2 separate regions of the Sus scrofa genome follow, and region 1 is linked to region 2. A link is a contact called in public HiChIP or PLAC-seq data. All regions are on one chromosome and are shown on one strand. The core of a region is the stretch at or near the end of the contact, and the rest is flanking DNA. Distances in the headings are between cores, read along the strand shown.

Evidence for each region. HiChIP or PLAC-seq counts read pairs in DNA pulled down with a chosen protein or histone mark.
Region 1: a contact with region 2 is called in an H3K27ac HiChIP or PLAC-seq map of alveolar macrophages. The contact joins two enhancer-like sites. A contact is called at or near these places in 1 of 47 Hi-C or Micro-C datasets (embryonic fibroblasts) and 1 of 2 datasets of contacts at active chromatin or transcription factors (alveolar macrophages).

Annotation. Positions count from the first base shown.
Region 1 is chr1:141,649,211-141,653,005 of Sscrofa11.1, reverse strand. It overlaps ATP10A (probable phospholipid-transporting ATPase VA), which reads right to left. Exons shown (of 23, transcript XM_021098662.1): 15 at 2,588-2,915. Among named protein-coding and RNA genes, the nearest start is that of ATP10A, 160 kb to the right of the region's middle. Within about 2 kb of position 1,850, at least 3 of the 83 cell types and tissues checked have an H3K27ac peak or open chromatin away from gene starts, as enhancers often do. A contact at or near this core is called in alveolar macrophages, where this site is marked.
Region 2 is chr1:141,289,439-141,293,645 of Sscrofa11.1, reverse strand. No RefSeq gene overlaps it. Among named protein-coding and RNA genes, the nearest start is that of TRNAE-UUC, 19 kb to the left of the region's middle. Within about 2 kb of position 1,300, at least 4 of the 83 cell types and tissues checked have an H3K27ac peak or open chromatin away from gene starts, as enhancers often do. A contact at or near this core is called in alveolar macrophages, where this site is marked.

The DNA.
Region 1 (3,795 bases), core at 601-3,100, 360 kb before region 2:
GGATGGAGTGAGGAAGAATCCCTAGGGAACCAAGTGATGCAGGCAGAAGCAGCATGGCAGGATGCTTGGACCAGGAGGTATGACAGAAAGCAGCGGCCAGCATGTACCTTCCCACTTAGAATGTGCTCTGCTTTACTGGCTCCTCAAACCAAGAGAGCTCTTCACACGGCATCCAGCATGGGGAGGGACAGGACAACCATCTTCATCGTTATCCCCTTGACTACTCCAGACTTGGTCACACATATAGCATACTAGCCAAGGCTACTCCAATTCACAGCACACCAGTGGTTTTCAAAACTGATGATAGGAGGTGGAACTCTGCCCAGCAAACTGGAGGGCTCTTTTTGCACACCCACATCCAGCTAGCTTGTTAGATACTGTGCTCACCCTTGGGGTCTCTGAGTATGTGATAAAGGAGACCTCCTGCTTATTCAGTCACATTGCTGATAGAAAATGCATAGAAGCTGGAGTTCCCTAGTGGCCTAGTGGTTAAGGATCCAGCATTGTCATTGCTGTGGCTTGGGTCATTGCTGTGACATGGGTTTGATCCTCAGCCCAGGAACTTATGCATGCCACTGCGCAGCCAAATAAAAACAAGTGTAGGAGCACAGGACAGCACTCTCGACACCTTCAGGGAAAAGCAAGCAGAAACTTGGAGTCACTGTCACTCAGTGATAGTGACCATTCTTGGAACAGGGCAGCAAAAGGGCACAAGTCCCAGAGTACCTCCCATGTTTCAAATACACAAAAAGTGCAGATACTCAACTCTGGAGTGACTAAAACCATGGCTCCAGGATATCTCTCTCCCGTGATTTCTCTGTTCTTTATTGCACTGGGCCCAACATGGGTGATGAGTCAATATTTGTCCAACTGAAATTCTGTGAAGCAATAACCTCTGCAGCTTTTCTAAGAATGTTCTATTCAAAGTGAGATATGTACGCAGTGATGTTCTCTGGATTATTAACTGCTGGATGCCCAAGAATAAGTCATATCTACACTTCAACTCACTGAAAGAAATAAGCTAAAGTTCTGATGGGTCCTTACTTTCTCTTTTGTGATTCTATTTTGAATTTTTTCTTTTTTTTTTTGGCCGTGCCCAGAGCATGTGGAAGTTTCCAGGCCAGGGACTGAACCTGCGACACAGCAGCGACCTGAGTCACAGCAGTGACGATGCTAGATCTTTAACCCACTGAGCCACCACGGAACTCCTGTTTTTTTCTTTTCTTTTTAACCAGCAGAGGCTTTACCTCCATTTTCCTAAATGAATGCCACACACCTGTGATTCAGTGGCTGAGCCAGGCACTGACCAGGCACTAAAAATGTGATTTATCATTTGTCTCACAGCAGCCTACTGGGTACACTGTCCTCATGTCACCACAGAGGGTGGATGGTAGAGGAGCAGAGTTAGCGTTGAGGGTGCAGAGGTAGCCTGCAGACTCCTTGGCTCCTGACTCCAACATTTGTTAGAGAGACCTAAAAGCCATTCCAGACACAGGAGGGAAAGGTGGTCCTGGGACAGCCTCCCTGAGGAGGGGCCACCCATGGGAAAGCTGCCTGTCTTAACATGATCATTCCCCTTAACAGTTACCACAGCCCTCTGGAGTGCAGGGCCACCTCCATGGTAACACTGCTAAGGCCATCCCACCCCAGACCCAAGCTCTACAGAGGCCTCAGCTGTCCTGATGAGGAGTGATAGGGCAGCCATCCCCACAGCAGCAAAGAGGGACTGACCCAGACCTTTTGTAGAAAATATGGTAATTGTTACTGATTGGTGAGGATGCTTTATTTCAGAGCCATCTCTCACCTAGGTTGTTCAATGCTGGATATCCGGGGACCCTGGGGAGCCTCCCGTTTCCTAGGCTACCCACAGTCTCTCCCGGCCCTCACCAGCAGGTGGCGTTGCCAAGTCCCTGAACCTCACGGGAGACGACCTGAATCGGAGGTGGGCAAGGATGCTGCCCTGGGGGGAAACAGGTGACCACTGGAGAGGGGTAGAGAAGGAAGGAAAAACCATCATTAGATGCACAACCCTTAAGGGAAGGATGCAAAATTTAGTAACTATTTATACCTTAGGATGAATTTTAAAAAAATTAGATGCTTGTCTTAAAACAAAGTTCAGCAGACAAGAAGCAATGGGAGTTCTGATCACCACTGAGCCTCTGGGTCCTGCAGCATTACAGGGCCTTGGACTCCAGGCAGCTCACAGCGATCAGAGGCACCTGCAAAGGGCCTGGGATAGTGTTTCATGTGCAGGGCTCCGCTGTGGCCATGGCTGCCTGCGACAGTAGTCTACTGCCTCCCAGGAAGCAGTAAGAAGCTTCATCTTAAACCACCATTACACTATTATTGACTTTCTAATATCTATATCAGTTGCTAGTGTATTTTGTGGTTTTCAAATCTAAGCTTTATATTTGGAACAGGCTGCTTTATTGCACTGTGTGATTTTATAAATAGAAAAAAGAGCAAGGAAGCTCTTGGCATAGCATGGAAAAGGCAGGAAATTCAGGAGGCTTCGAGAGGAAGCAGCTGCACGAGGTGGGGGCTGTTCATTCACACAAGGCCCCGCCTGGCTGGTGTGGATACTTGCCTATGGCCAGAGTCATGGCTTTGAGCTTGCTCCTGACCAGCTTCACCACCATGCTCTTCTGCAGGGGAGTTGAGCGACAACAAAGGACAGACCGGCACTGCTTAGCGAGGAAGAGGAATTTGTCCTCCAGGTTCTTCTCCAGGGCATAGGCCAGACTCCTCCCATCAATCACAAGGCTGGGGCTGGGGCTGGGGGTGGTGGTCACCAAGGGCGGGCAGACGGGCGAGAAGCTCACGCTCACGCTGCTGGCAGTCTTCTCTGGGGCACTGTGGGGGCTTCTGGACTGCACGTAGTGTAGGCACTGGTCCAGGAGGGCCGCGCATGCCTCCTGAAATGAACATGAGAGGTTGGTGCGGTTCACTCGGCCACATCACAGACTAGGTTATTCCCTATAGCTCATCTGAGGATCCTGGGCTTCAGGCTCTGCCCAGAAGGCCACTCTCCTGAAACTGGGGAGCCAGTGGAAGAGGATAACTTTCAACGTGTAAGAGATCGAGTCAGTTTAGGGTTCCTATGAGACCCACATGACTTCATTATCCTGTGTAGAGGTCAGAACAGAGCACCTTCACTCTGGGAGGCCTGGCCAGACTGTGGACTATGAATTGCTGACTGGTTAGGCTGCAGGAGCTTTCCAAGCACTTCCTGTGGGTCCTCAGAGGCCCTTATGCAGCCCTTCTTGTTTCCTAGTGAGGCACCAGCAAAAGCAAAAGAAGTGTAATCAGTGTCTCCCTAAGCTCTGCAGTTGACCAGTAAAAAGCATAATTACTGTGGCTTTTAATTGGCTGTGCCCTTCTAAAGCTGTATCAAGAGCTCCAAAAAGAACAGGGGAACTTACTGGGGAATCTGCAGGGTCAGGGGACAGAGGCATAGGTGGGATAAGTGTTTCCAGGAATGAACACACTCCAGGGAACATAAGTGGTTCCTAGTTCTCCACGGATAGACAGTGGGTTAGTGACCAGCTTCCTGCAATGCACCGTGGAAATCCAGGGGTGTCCAACAAGCGCTTACCGGGGAACTTTTACATTTAGGAAAGTGAATGGGACTAGGCAAAAGAAGCCCAAGAAGATGCAGCTATTGGTCATGGGTGATAGGCAGGCAGACAGACACATGCGCACTCATCCACAACCATAGCAAGTCACTGACCAGGATTTGCAAAGTGTCGCTGGATAGAGGGAGGGAAAGGCTTGCCTCTGGTAGGGGCTGGGAGT
Region 2 (4,207 bases), core at 51-2,550:
AGCATGGAGTAAGGTCAGTTGTTTTCATCTTTGTCAGGCTGTCAGCCCAGTAGGGTATCTTGTGGAATTTGGATGTCTTTAATTTACTAGTTAAGTTTGAACATTCTCTACAATGCTTGAAATTAATTTCCTGTAACAGTTTTTGTCAAGTACTCACTTGTAGTTTCAGTGACCCTTTTCTGCAGTCTCAGGCACAGCCACTGACTGCTTCTCTCTAGCTGTTTTGGAAACAAGACCAGGTGAGGGTGTGGTGTACAGAGTTTTAACCTCAGGCTAAGCCAGATTGACACAACAGCCTCTCCATGCACTGCAGGTTGACAGGAGATAATGGCTAAATGTCTGGACCTCTGTTTCCTCAGCTGTGAACTGGGGCATTACCTTTGAGTCATGGGGCTGTTGTAAGGATGGCATGAGGTTATACATGTGACAGGCCTTCCTCTTTTCAGGCTGTTTGTCCAGGATTGCTTGACCTTTCAGCTACGTGTAAATCTGTCCATTGCCATGTACAGAGAATTTACTATTCATATAAGACAAGTTCTATGCAAGTGATGGAGCTGGACTTGAAACCCCTCTGGGGCTCCTAAGTAAAGAAGCCTTTGTGTCCCCTATTTTTTGGGGAAACTAGGCCTCATTTAGCCCCATGACCTCCCCTGAGCTCCAAAGGACAGGTTCAAACAGGGACAGGAGGGGATGCAGAGACAAGGGAGGAGGAGTCAAGAAATAACAGTGCACCCTTGGGACAGGCCCTGGTTCCTCGTCAAGGAATTTACATAACAATGTCTTTGAGTTATTCTGCAGAACTAAACCCCCAACAAATGAAAACCAGAGAGGAAGACCACCAGAACCAGTCCTGGGGCCACTAAACACCAACTTTGAAGAATGCAAGCCTGCATCTACCCTGATCCTTATGTATGGCCCTATTTTCTGCTCCCAAACTATAAAACCACTTCCTATTCTCTCCCAAAGGAGGGCACAGTCTTTAGCCTGCTGTGGCCTCCTTTGCCTGGTAAAGCAATAAGGCTATTTTTTCCTCCTTCACCCAGAACTCTCTCCAGGTTTCTATTTGACCCCAGTGGACAGAGGCTGAGTTCTGGCAAAAGCCTTAGGGAGGAGTATCTAAGGGAAATCTCAGTATAGAGCTCAGGCTATGAAATCTATATGTATAGATAATTTTTGTTTTTTTGGTGAAGGAATAATTTTGAGGAAGAACAGTTTATAGGTGGCATATGTGTAATATGCTTCATCCTTCTGCCTTTAGCCTTAATAGTTTGTAAGCTTGTTCACTGCCAGCCAGCAGAGAGGGAAGTGAATCAGCCCACATTATCGGTTTATCACTTCTCTACAGACTCTAAGTGACCCAGTGACTGAGGGCATGTACAGAAATGTGAGCTGCCAAAGAATAACAGTGCACTTAAGGGGAATTATAAGCTACAAGTCAACACCAATGAAGCAGAACAGGCAGAAAAACCAGTTGACAATTTTAACACAAATGTAATAAGACTTAAAAGGAGGTTCAATTAGAGCCCACAAATGACTTTCCAAATCTAAATGTTATAGACAAACTGGAAAAATATTTCACAATTTAGAACAAAAGAACTAAAGGGATGGAAATAATGAGTGAAAAGATGTTAGAAACAAAGTAAATTTAGGAATTCTAACAAGCAAATGATTCAGCAGCCCAAAGAGATAAAACTAGGCAGCTTGAAGAGAGATAATGATTAAATAATAAAGGAAAATTTCTATGTGATTGCCTTGAGTCAAAAACTGAATAGCCACATGCCAAAGAATGAAGTTGGACTCTTATACTATACACAGAAGTTAACCCAAAGGGATTAAAAACTTAAACATAAGACCTGAAACTGTAAAATTCCTAGAAGAAAATATAGGACCAAAGCTTCTTGATATTGGTCTTGGCAATTATTTCATGGATATGGCACCAAAAGCACAGACAATAAAAACAAAAATAAACGAGTGAGACTGATAGGGATAGAATAGGATAGTAACACAGGTAGTTGATGGAGAGGGAAACCTAGAGAACCTTGGGAGACCATGGTAAGTGAATAATCGCTCAAGAAAACCATCAGAATGCTGTGGAACAAAGCAGTCTTTCTTAGCTATAAAACTGTAAATAAAAGCACCAGATTTGCCTCAGGTCATTACGTGAAAGATAAAATGAGGATTGCATTCAAATTCAGCATGATCATGATCCTTGGGACCAAGGACAGGAATTTAAGGGAAAGATGACATTCCAAAGTAGACCTTCATTATTCAGAAACTTGAGATGATTCAACATATTTTAGCATATATTACCACCCTTCTGTTGATTTCAATAAGAAATCCTAGTTTGACATCACAGGGTCAAATACTCTCTTATCTGATATGGAGGAGCTCATGATGTAAGCCTGACCTCTACTCAAAGAGTGAGGAAGAAGGAAGTCTTTCCCCCTCCTCCCCAGTTTCCTTGGATTATAAAAATGAAGCCCACATAATCCTCTGGGCAGAGCTTCTTTTCCTGCTTTCTCATATCTCTCACAAGAGTCCTGTCTTAATACTTTATTTCTTAACTATCACTTTATCACTCATTGAATTCCTTCTGTGCTGAGACACAAAGAACTTGAGCCTCCGTAGGCCCTGACCCCAAATGATTGATTCTAATTAAAAAAAAACATGGGTTCAAGTCCCAATCTGGGTTTAGGCTGGGTTCAAGTCAGAGGTTTTTTAGTTTTAAGACCACATCCAAATGAAAATCTTCTGCAAATACATGAAAAGGTGCTCAACATTACTAATCATCAGGGAATGCATATCAAAACTATAGTAATATATCACTTTACATCTACTACGATGACTATTATCAAAAGTAAAAAAGACACCCCCCCCAAATACAAAAGACAACTGTGGGTGAGGATGTGGAACTCTTGTACACTTGATGGCAACGCAGAATGGTGCATCCATTACGAAAAACCGTACGAAGCTTCCTCCAAAATTACAGATAAAATTACTATATGACTGCTCTTTCTTGCTGGGGAAACACAGAAGATAAAAAAATCCCAAACAGTAACGATTTTCAATAAAAATCTCGGTCAGGAAAAATAAATCTAAAAATATCCCTGAGGTTGATCTCTGGTTGTTTTTTGTAAAGAAAATATAGTGTTTCTTCTCTCTTGCCCAGGTCTTCAGGGATTTACAGTCACTACTGTTTGATGGCCAAGGGAAGCCTGGAGTGTCCTCGTGGTGGGCAGCATTACCCATGGGCAGTCCAGCCTCAGGAAGGGGGCAGAGCAAGCTCCCCACCTGCTTCAGGGAGGTCACCAAGCCTGAACAGGGAGTACCATCCTGTCAATCAGATGCAGATCCCAATGCTTGTTAACCACCTGAGAAAGCTTGGAGATGGCTTGTGAAGCTTTCTTCTGGAATTCAGTTGGTATCGAAAGCCCAGGAAGTTCAACTAGAGTCCGTGCCCCAGGAAGTGGACACTGAGCAAACAAACTCTTAGTAAGGCGGTCATTTTTGAGAGCCACTTACAGCACCCATCTTTCTCCTTGGGAGAAACGAAGTGCCAAGCACCCCCAGGCTCTGGAGAAGGGGGTCAAGTGATGTGGCAAAGGTGGGATGCTGGGCACTACCAAAGGTGAAGTGTGAATGTCCGGGGCACCACAACCACCCTCCGAGCCACTGAGGACCTTCTTAATACCATTACCCCAGAGAGATGGCTTGGCATCTCATCTTGCCAAGATTTGTAAACATTTGGTTTCAGGGACCAGGTATAGTTAGCTTCCTCCTCACACAAGGAGATGAAAATATTGTAATCATTTTCTGGGCATGTATTTTTCCCGTGGATTGAAAGTCTGTAGCTAGAACCATGTTAAAGCTTTATTTACCTTATAGCTGGAAGTTTGTAGCTTTTGACCACCTTCATCCTATATTCTGGTGTGACTTGCTATTTCTGCTCATCATATTTCTAAGATTGAGTCATGCTGGTGAGGCTGGGTTGCTCTAACAATCTGTGCCCTTTTCAAGATAAATTCACAGTCTGAAACTTCAGAGACACTGGAGAAATAGGAGCATGCCACCCAGTGGTGGCCAGTCTGTTGTTGCTGTGCTTACGAAAGTCAGAGGCAGCCCTATTCCCTTGCTGTCCCTCTCCTGCAGCCCATGATCCCCGTCCCTGGGGCTATGCCCTTGGAGTCTCGCATCCTGCGCCCTGAAC